2 separate regions of the Pan troglodytes genome follow, and region 1 is linked to region 2. Evidence: chromatin contacts called from public Hi-C data. All regions are on one chromosome and are shown on one strand. Each heading gives the region's core, a stretch centred on a gene start, on an enhancer-like site or on the middle of the called end of the contact. The rest is flanking DNA. Distances are from core to core; before and after follow the strand shown.

Evidence for each region. A called contact is a pair of places that touch in the nucleus more often than the background predicts.
Region 1: a Hi-C map of induced pluripotent stem cells shows a contact between it and region 2, with 2.1 times the contacts expected there. The contact joins the enhancer-like site here to the promoter of GEMIN2 in region 2. A contact is called at or near these places in 3 of 7 Hi-C or Micro-C datasets (blood and induced pluripotent stem cells), 1 of 1 datasets of contacts at active chromatin or transcription factors (stem cell-derived excitatory neurons) and 1 of 1 other capture datasets (stem cell-derived neural stem cells).

The regions. Positions count from the first base shown.
Region 1 is chr15:37,607,039-37,610,867 of NHGRI_mPanTro3-v2.0_pri, forward strand. No RefSeq gene overlaps it. Among named protein-coding and RNA genes, the nearest start is that of FBXO33, 66 kb to the right of the region's middle. Within about 2 kb of position 2,218, at least 7 of the 24 cell types and tissues checked have an H3K27ac peak or open chromatin away from gene starts, as enhancers often do. A contact at or near this core is called in induced pluripotent stem cells and stem cell-derived neural stem cells, where this site is marked.
Region 2 is chr15:37,352,859-37,357,157 of NHGRI_mPanTro3-v2.0_pri, forward strand. It overlaps GEMIN2 (gem nuclear organelle associated protein 2), which reads left to right and starts at 2,668. Exons shown (of 10, transcript XM_509917.6): 1 at 2,668-2,956; 2 at 3,311-3,395. The coding sequence starts at 2,787. It overlaps LOC107968151 (a long non-coding RNA gene), which reads right to left and starts at 3,042. Exons shown (of 2, transcript XR_010150912.1): 1 at 2,943-3,042.

The sequences.
Region 1 (3,829 bases), core at 968-3,467, 250 kb after region 2:
TGACCTCAAGTGATCTGCCTGCCTCAGCTCTCAAAGTGGTACAGGCGTGAGCCATTGCACCCGGCCATTAAATAGGTTTTCGGTGCCTTTAGCCTTCTCCTTTTTTCTGGAATACCCAGAATTCAAATATTTGGTTACACTATGGTGCTCTGTACATCACATAGGCTTTGTTCATTCTTATTATTTTTTCTTTTTTTTGCATGTGTGTGTTACTGAGTTATTTCAAAAGGCCTGTGTTTAGGTTCTGAAATTCTTTCCTCTGGTTGATCTAGTCTATTGTTGAAGCTTTCAGATGTGTTTGTAATTTCATGTACTTTTATTCTAGGATATCTGGGTTTTTAAAAATACCTATCTATCTATCTATCTATCTATCTATCTATCTATCTATCTGGTAATTTCTCATTTATATCCTGAATTGCTTTTCTGATTTCTTTGTGTTGTTCATCTGTGTTCTCTTGCATCTCACTGAGCTTTAATAACATTATTTTGAATTATTTCTCCAGCATCTTATAAATTTCATTTTTATTGGAATCTAATGCTGGAGAATTATTTTGTTTCTCTGGCTATGTCACATTTTCTTTCTTTTTTATGTTTTTTGTCTCCTTTACATTGATATTTGTATGTCTGGTGTAACAATCACTTCTTCTGATTTTTTGTATTGGCTTTTGTAGGGCCAGACTTTTTCCTAAAAGTGTGCCTGTGTTGTTGGTTGGGTAGGGCACTTTAGCTTTGATTCTGGGTGCATGCAGTAGTGTAGTCTCTATGCAGTTTCTTAGACTTTAAGCAGCTTCAGTGGTGTTTGTGATTTCATCAGTTGCTTAGGCTGTAGTTGTTAGTGGAGACTGTGGTGAGGTTTTGCTGGATATAGGGATGCCAGGTGGGCCAGGCCGTCCTCAGGGCCCAGTAGTGGGAATAGTGAGCTGAGTGTGCCTGTCCTTGGGCCTCTGCGTGTCCATACACGGGTACAGGTATTAACAGGTCTGAGTAGCCTATTCTTGGGCTTCTGGGTAACTTTGTTGGGTGCTGGTAGTTGCATTGGTGGGCCAGGCGGGTGGGTTGTTGTGCCCCTGGGCAGTGTGTGTATCATGAGCAATGTCTGTAGTGGTGGTAAGACAACTTTTGAGTTTCCAGGTGGCACACACTTGTTTTGGAAATGGCTGTGTTGGGCTGGGTGGGCCAGTTCCCAGGCCCTCAGGGCACGTGCCAGCGGGTACCAGCTGTGATGTTAGTGGCAGGCTAAGTGAGCCCATCTTCAGGCCCCTAGGAGGAGTGTACAGATGCCAGCAGTGGTGGATGGGTTGGGCTGATCCCCACGCCCTTGGATGGTGTGTTTGGAAATAGCCTGTCCTCAGTCTGTCCTGTGGTATGCATGGGTGCAGTTTGTGGTGGACAGATCGGGGTGACCCTTAGGTTTCCTGGCAGAGCACTTGGATGGTGGCAGCTGCATTGTGGTGAGTGGAGAGAGCCCATCCTCAGGGCACACACTAGTGCACCGTTGTCCTTTTGCTGGTGGGGATGGGGTTGCTGTCAGTGCTCACAGCTGCAGGTAGGCAACTCGTAGGCTCTAGGGAGGACAAACTTCAACCTCTGGCATTGGTGGCAACAGCAGAAATAGTTCTCAGAGTGTGTGCAAGTGCATGGCAGCTGTGCTGCTGAGGGGCAGAGAGTTGCTGCCAGTGGCGCACGCTTGGGTCCCTGGTGGCAGCAGCAGTGTGGCACACTGGAAAGCCACGCAGTTGTGCTGTGGCCCTGCTGCTGATGGAGGCAGGGTTTTTATCAATGGCAGTAGCTTTAGGCAGGCAGGTTTCAGGCTCTGGAGAACTTGCAGCACTTTGGTTCCCTTTGTCCTGGGGGCAGCCTCCCTTGTGTGCTACAGTGCCCTATCCTTGGGGTGCAGGATACTGTGTGTGCTAGAGTGTTGGCGACCCTGTCATTCCACTGATTCCAACTGATACTATGCCACTGCAGTCATCCTGGTGAATGCAGGGGAATATCAGTGCAGCTTCAGGGGTGTGGAGATGCAGGGGCTGTTGAGCCCTAGAGCAGAAGGCCTAGTCTGGTGGGGCTGGATTTTGAAATGGTGCTGTGCTGCACAGCTTGGATTTCAGGGACTGAGTGTGGTACTCGGCATGAGCTCCCTCTCTAGAGCAATGCTAACGTGCTATGTCTAGGCAGCTCCTTATGCTAGCTAGTCTGAGGGTTCTGTCCTGTGGCTAATGTTGCAGGAGTTTGCAGTGGGAATGTGGATACCTGGGGATCCCTCACCCTTTTCCTACACTGGAGAGCCTCTTTGGGCACCCAGCTGAGCTGGCTGCCAGACTTCCTTCTCCTTCCATGCCTCAGGTATTTCCTGTCACTTCTCTATTCCATTCCAGTATTCTCTCTTAGGTGATCTATTCAAAGTGTGATTATCTACATGCTATTTTGGTTCTTTGTGGAGGAGGCAAATGTCAGATGCCTCTAGTCTGCTGTCTTGAAGCCCCTTCTCTTCTCTATTTGTATTATTTTTTATTGTTGTCGGTTTTTTTTCCAAATATTGTGATCTGTGGTTGATTGATTCTGTGGATTCAGAACTCATAGTTACAGAGGAACTACTGCATATTGCTTTCTAAGTATCAATTAATATCAATATATTATCTTTTAATGTTGTTGGTGAGAAGTCTGAAGGAAATTTCATTTTGTTCCCTTTGTTGGTAACCTGATTTTTTTCCTGTGGAAACTTGCTTTTTCTCCCCCCTTTATCTTTGGTGTTCTGACAATCACAATATAATGCATTTACATGTGAGGCTCTTTTCAATTATTGTTTTATTAAGGTTCTCTGAGAAAGATTCCAAGATTGAATTAGACAATGAAGAGATTTATTGAGGAAGAACACCTGTGAAGGATTTAGGGGTGAGAGAGCAAAATTAGATTGGAGAGGACTTTCGGACAGTGATTCAGGTCTGTCATCAGTGAATGGAGAGAGAGAAGGAAGAAAAATTGGGTGTAAACAGTCTTAGTGCATCTCTGAGAAAGTCTCAGGCAGGGCAGTGGCAATTCCCAGGGTAAAAATTGCCTGTTAGAATAGTCCCTCATTAGGTAGGAATGGCTCTATTCTGGTTCCCCTGCTGTGTTCTGTCCTTGGCTTGGAGAATCTCCCAGGAGGAACCTGGTTTTTGTGTGCGTGCTGAAGGCTAAAGAACTGTACTCCTCATAGCAGGGTTTTTGCAGAGGAGAGACATGATTTGGTGTACCATGGCTGCCACCTTGTGTTAAGGCACTTACTCTGAAGACTCATGTTCTGAAATTCTGGGAATTTTTTTTTTTAATCTTTGGAAAATTCCTTTTCTACTTTTCTTATATTTTTAGTCTCTACTTTTTTTCTTTTTCTTTTCTTTTTTTTTTTTTTGGTAATTTTTGACCTATAGGTAATTTAATCTTTCAACTTTTGTTCTGAAAATTTTTTTCAATTATATATTCCAGTCATTCTCTTGAAATTTTTTTCGGTAAACATACGTTTAATCTTCAAGAACATTTTTATTATACTTGTTTCTTTAGTTCATACTTTGTTTCACAGATGTTGTCCTTTTTGTAAAGATTTATTATCTTCTTCAATCTCTCTATGTTAGAGCTTTCTAAAAGTTGTCTTCTAAATTATCTGTTTCCTCTGGAGTTAATAATTAAATTCCATTTGCTTCTCTTGGGTCTTCTGTCCTCACCATGCTTGCTAAGCCTGAAGTTATCCATGTTTCAGAAAGACGAACTAGTTAACTAGTACTGGCTCATATTTTTTAAAATGTAAGATGGACTGTTTTCCTGTTACATGGCTTTCTCAAGTGAGAATTCAGAC
Region 2 (4,299 bases), core at 1,418-3,917:
CAATAAACACACAACAGAATGTTCTGTTCTCACAATCGTCATGTAACTCCTACAGCTAACCAATCGTGTGAGAAATACTGAAACAAGAATTTTTCCATCATAAACTAAAAACCGGCGATAAATCTCTAAAAACAGGGCACCAGAAGTAGTTCAGTACCTTAGGAATATTTCTTCCTGGGAATAGATGAAATGTTACTGTAGTTTCAGAAGTTCACCTTTCCAAATAGTAAGCGTTTTTTCAGAATAACTTCATCAACCAAATATAACTTATCTCATGTGTTCCATATTTCACTGAAGCATTAAAAAATACTTAGTGCAATTTCTGAAAACTTCGCTCAAAAAATCATTACTAATTCTTTTAAATAAAATTAGATTTGAAGTAGCACGAAGCTATATTATTACCTCTTCTTTTGGAAAATAATTTATTATTATTTCCCAGGACAACCTTTGTTCCATTCTCCTATTGTCTCCTTTCTTCCTTAATCCATGCATAGTTCTGACTCATACTTATGCACAAACTCCAATGTTAGCCATTGTTCCATTGGTAGTTGATTGGCAAGGTAACCTTTTCTCCAGAAAAAAATTGAAAGAAAATGCTAATAATTTACAGTAAAAAATAAAAATTAAAAAAAATGTATTTGTGGCCTGGCCCAGTGGCTCACACCTGTAATCCCAGCACTTTGGTAGGCCAAGGTGAGTGGATCACTTGAGCCCGGGAGGTCAAGGCTGGGTAATATTTTATTTTATTTTATTTTATTTTTTTGAGATGGAGTTTTGCTCTTGTTGCCCAGGCTGGAGTGCAATGGCACAATCTCGGCTCCCTGCCACCTCCGACTCCTGGATTCAAGCGATTCTCCTGCCTCAGGCTCCCAAGTAGCTGGGATTACAGGCGCCCATCACCATGCCCAGCTAGTATTTTGTATTTTTACCAAAGACGGGGTTTCACCATGTTGGCCAGGCTGGTCTCGAACTCCTGACCTCAGGTGATGTGCCCAGCTCGGCCTCCCAAAGTGGTGGGATTACAGGCATGAGCCACTGCGCCTGGCCAAGATTATTTACGGATGCAAAATTTCCTCCACAAAGAACAGCTTTGCAGGGCCATTTCAAAATACGGCAAAGAAACATGTTTTGGGGTAAAATATTTTTATTTTCTTCTTTGTCTCGTAATGTCATGCCGAAGTGAGGTTGAAAAGTAAATCGTGATATATAGGGTTAAATAAAACCCATCTGATGAGAATTTATGATTTGTAGGGCATGACTCCCCAGACCCCTTAGATAGGAATTTGGGCAAAATAAAAAAATCAGGCCAGGCGCGGTGGCTCATGCCTGTAATCCCAGCACTTTGGGAGGCCGAGGCGGGTGGATCACGAGGTCAGGAGATCGACATCATCCAGGCTAACACGGTGAAACCCCGTCTCTACTAAAAATACAATAAATTAGCCGGGCGTGGTGGCGAGTGCCTGTAGTCCCGGCGGCTACTCGGGAGCCTGAGGCAGGAGAATGGCGTGAACCCGGGAGGCGGAGCTTGCAGTGAGCCGAGATTGCGCCACTGCACTCCAGCCTGGGCGACAGAGCGAGACTCCGTCTCAAAAAAAAAAAAAAAAAAAAAAAAAAAAAAAAAATTCAGTTTAGTCCTCACGTCACTACTTACTTTTTCAAATTTGTCCTTGATTATCACCAAAATGTTGGACGACAGGAGTATTTCATCCTATTCTAAGTCTGTTTTTCCCAAAACCAGTGAAAATTTGTTAACCAAATAACTGTAGTTTGCAGCCAGGCGATATCTTTCCAAGTGTCCCAATTGTTTAGTTACAGTTCCTAAGCATTAAGTACTTAAATAAGCTAAGGACTATCCTCACTTTATCTTCAATTTAGACTTACATCCTGGTTTGAAATCAATTCCTTGCAAACTAAAGGCAGTGCCATAAATAAAAATTTTTAACCTTCTAAAATAAACATCAGTGTTAGAAAATAAGTCAATTGTATTCACTCAATTGTATTTGTTTAGAAATAATCAGATATTATACTTGTTTCTTGCACATTCTTGCCTTGTTTCCTCACCTATGAAATGGAGATAATAATACTATCTACCTAACAAGATTGACCTAACATTTTTGTTAATTTCTGGGTGTTAGCATTAGTTTCATTTTTTTCACTATTTGTATTTAAACGAAGAGATTTTTCTTTAAAACAAAAATTAAAAAGTGCTGGCTATTCTAGGAGTAATATTCCAAATAAACATACAGTGATCTTTGAAGTGGTCAAGCACTAGAAATTTCTGTAGAAAATTAATTTTTCATTCATTTGGCATCGCATAAATCTAGGTTGGAATTGGTTCTTCCTCTTTGGAAGGTCAGTCCCTGCCCTAAGAGAGGGGTATATTACCACCCACTTCACAAGACTGTTCTAAGAATCAAATGAGAAAATGTGTTTATGAAGAGTTTAAGAATTTAGAGCTCCATGAATGATAATTACAGTAATATTGTTCATTAATTCAAAAAACATTTTTAAGGATCCCTCACTACTAGGGATGCATAAAAGTTGCTAACCCTCGGCCTTTACCCAGCGTTAGAAGACAAAACAGAGGGTAAAAGACCCAGAAACGCGTTCGAACCAATTCAGCTAGGAATTAAATTCTCAGATCCTTTATTACACCACCGGAGCCTTAACCTTGAGGCAAGCAGCAATTTGTTCATGCGCAGTTAACGCTCCCTAAACTGCCACTTGCTCAGCTCCGCGCCTAAGGTGTCTATTAGTGCGCCTGCGCTGTGACCTAGAATGGGCGCATGCGCCGAGCGGAACTGGCTGGTTTGAAAACCATGGCGTGGGTACCAGCGGAGTCCGCAGTGGAAGAGTTGATGCCTCGGCTATTGCCGGTAGAGCCTTGCGACTTGACGGAAGGTTTCGATCCCTCGGTACCCCCGAGGACGCCTCAGGAATACCTGAGGCGGGTCCAGTGAGTGATTCGGCCCTGGGCGGGTGGGCTGGTCTTCTGCCCTGCCCCTGGGTACAGCCCTCGGTGCTCTATTCCCGTTCCAGTCTGTTGCGAGTTCGGGTCTATTCAGGATTCTGGATTACATCCTAACGTGGGCGAGTTTCTGTTGAACGTGATTGCACGTATCAAGATGTGTGCTCTTAGATTTGTTTTGAATCCAGATAATTTCAGAAATATATTGTTTAGTACCTCAATTGGAAGTCTGAATTTTTTTTCTGATTTCACAATGAACTGTGGAAGTGGATCGCTTGTTTTACTACACCTGAGCAAAGCACAATAGAAATTTAATTTATCGCGTTTATTACTTATTTGTAGGATCGAAGCAGCTCAATGTCCAGATGTTGTGGTAGCTCAAATTGACCCAAAGAAGTTGAAAAGGAAGCAAAGTGTGAATATTTCTGTGAGTTTTATTAACCGTCTGGAGATTACCCCCAACCCCCCAATTAAAAGACTAACGCTCTTCCTATAGTATCTGACAGCATCAATTATGACGTAAGATTTGACTACTCCGTGCAAAGTTAGACATTCGCTTGTACTTTTTCCTTCAGAAAGACAATTGGCATTTACTGCCTCTAAAGAGGCTTTCTGTAACTCTAGCCTTTGTGGAGTCTTGCCCATCTTACTTCAGGACATTATCCAGTCCTTTCAAAGGAGTCTTTAAAAGGGTTACTTATGCTATCTTTTATTTTTTGCTTGTTTGTTTGTTTATAGAGAGGGAGTCTCTGTTGCCAGCTGGTCTGGAACTCCTGGCCTCAAGTGATCCTCCCTCCTCTGCCACCCAAAGCGTTGGGATCACAGGCGTGAGCCACCTCACCTGGCCCCTTTATTTTTTAAGGAACTTTTTCCAGTTATTGGATTGGTGTTTAATCTTAGTGTGCTTTGCATGTTCTGAATTTGACCAAGTTTCACTTTTTTTAAGAATAGAAACCCAGATGTCTTACACTTTTTTTTTTTTTTTTTTTTTTGAGACAGTTTCACTCTTGTTGCCCAGGCTGCAGTGCAGTGGTGCGATCTCAGCTCACTGCAACCTCTGCCTTCCGGTTTCAAGCGATTACCGTGCCTCAGCCTCCCGAGTAGCTGGGATTACAGGCGCCCACCACCACACCCGGCTAATTTTTGTATTTTTAGTAGAGACGGGGTTTCACCATGTTGTCCAGTCTGGTCTCGAACTCCTGACCTCGTGATGCGCCCACCTCTGCCTCCCAAACTGCTGGGATTACAGGTGTGAGCCACCATACCCGGCCTTACACTTTTATAGCTACTTGCACACTCTGGACATTTTCATTTATTTATTTATCCAGCAC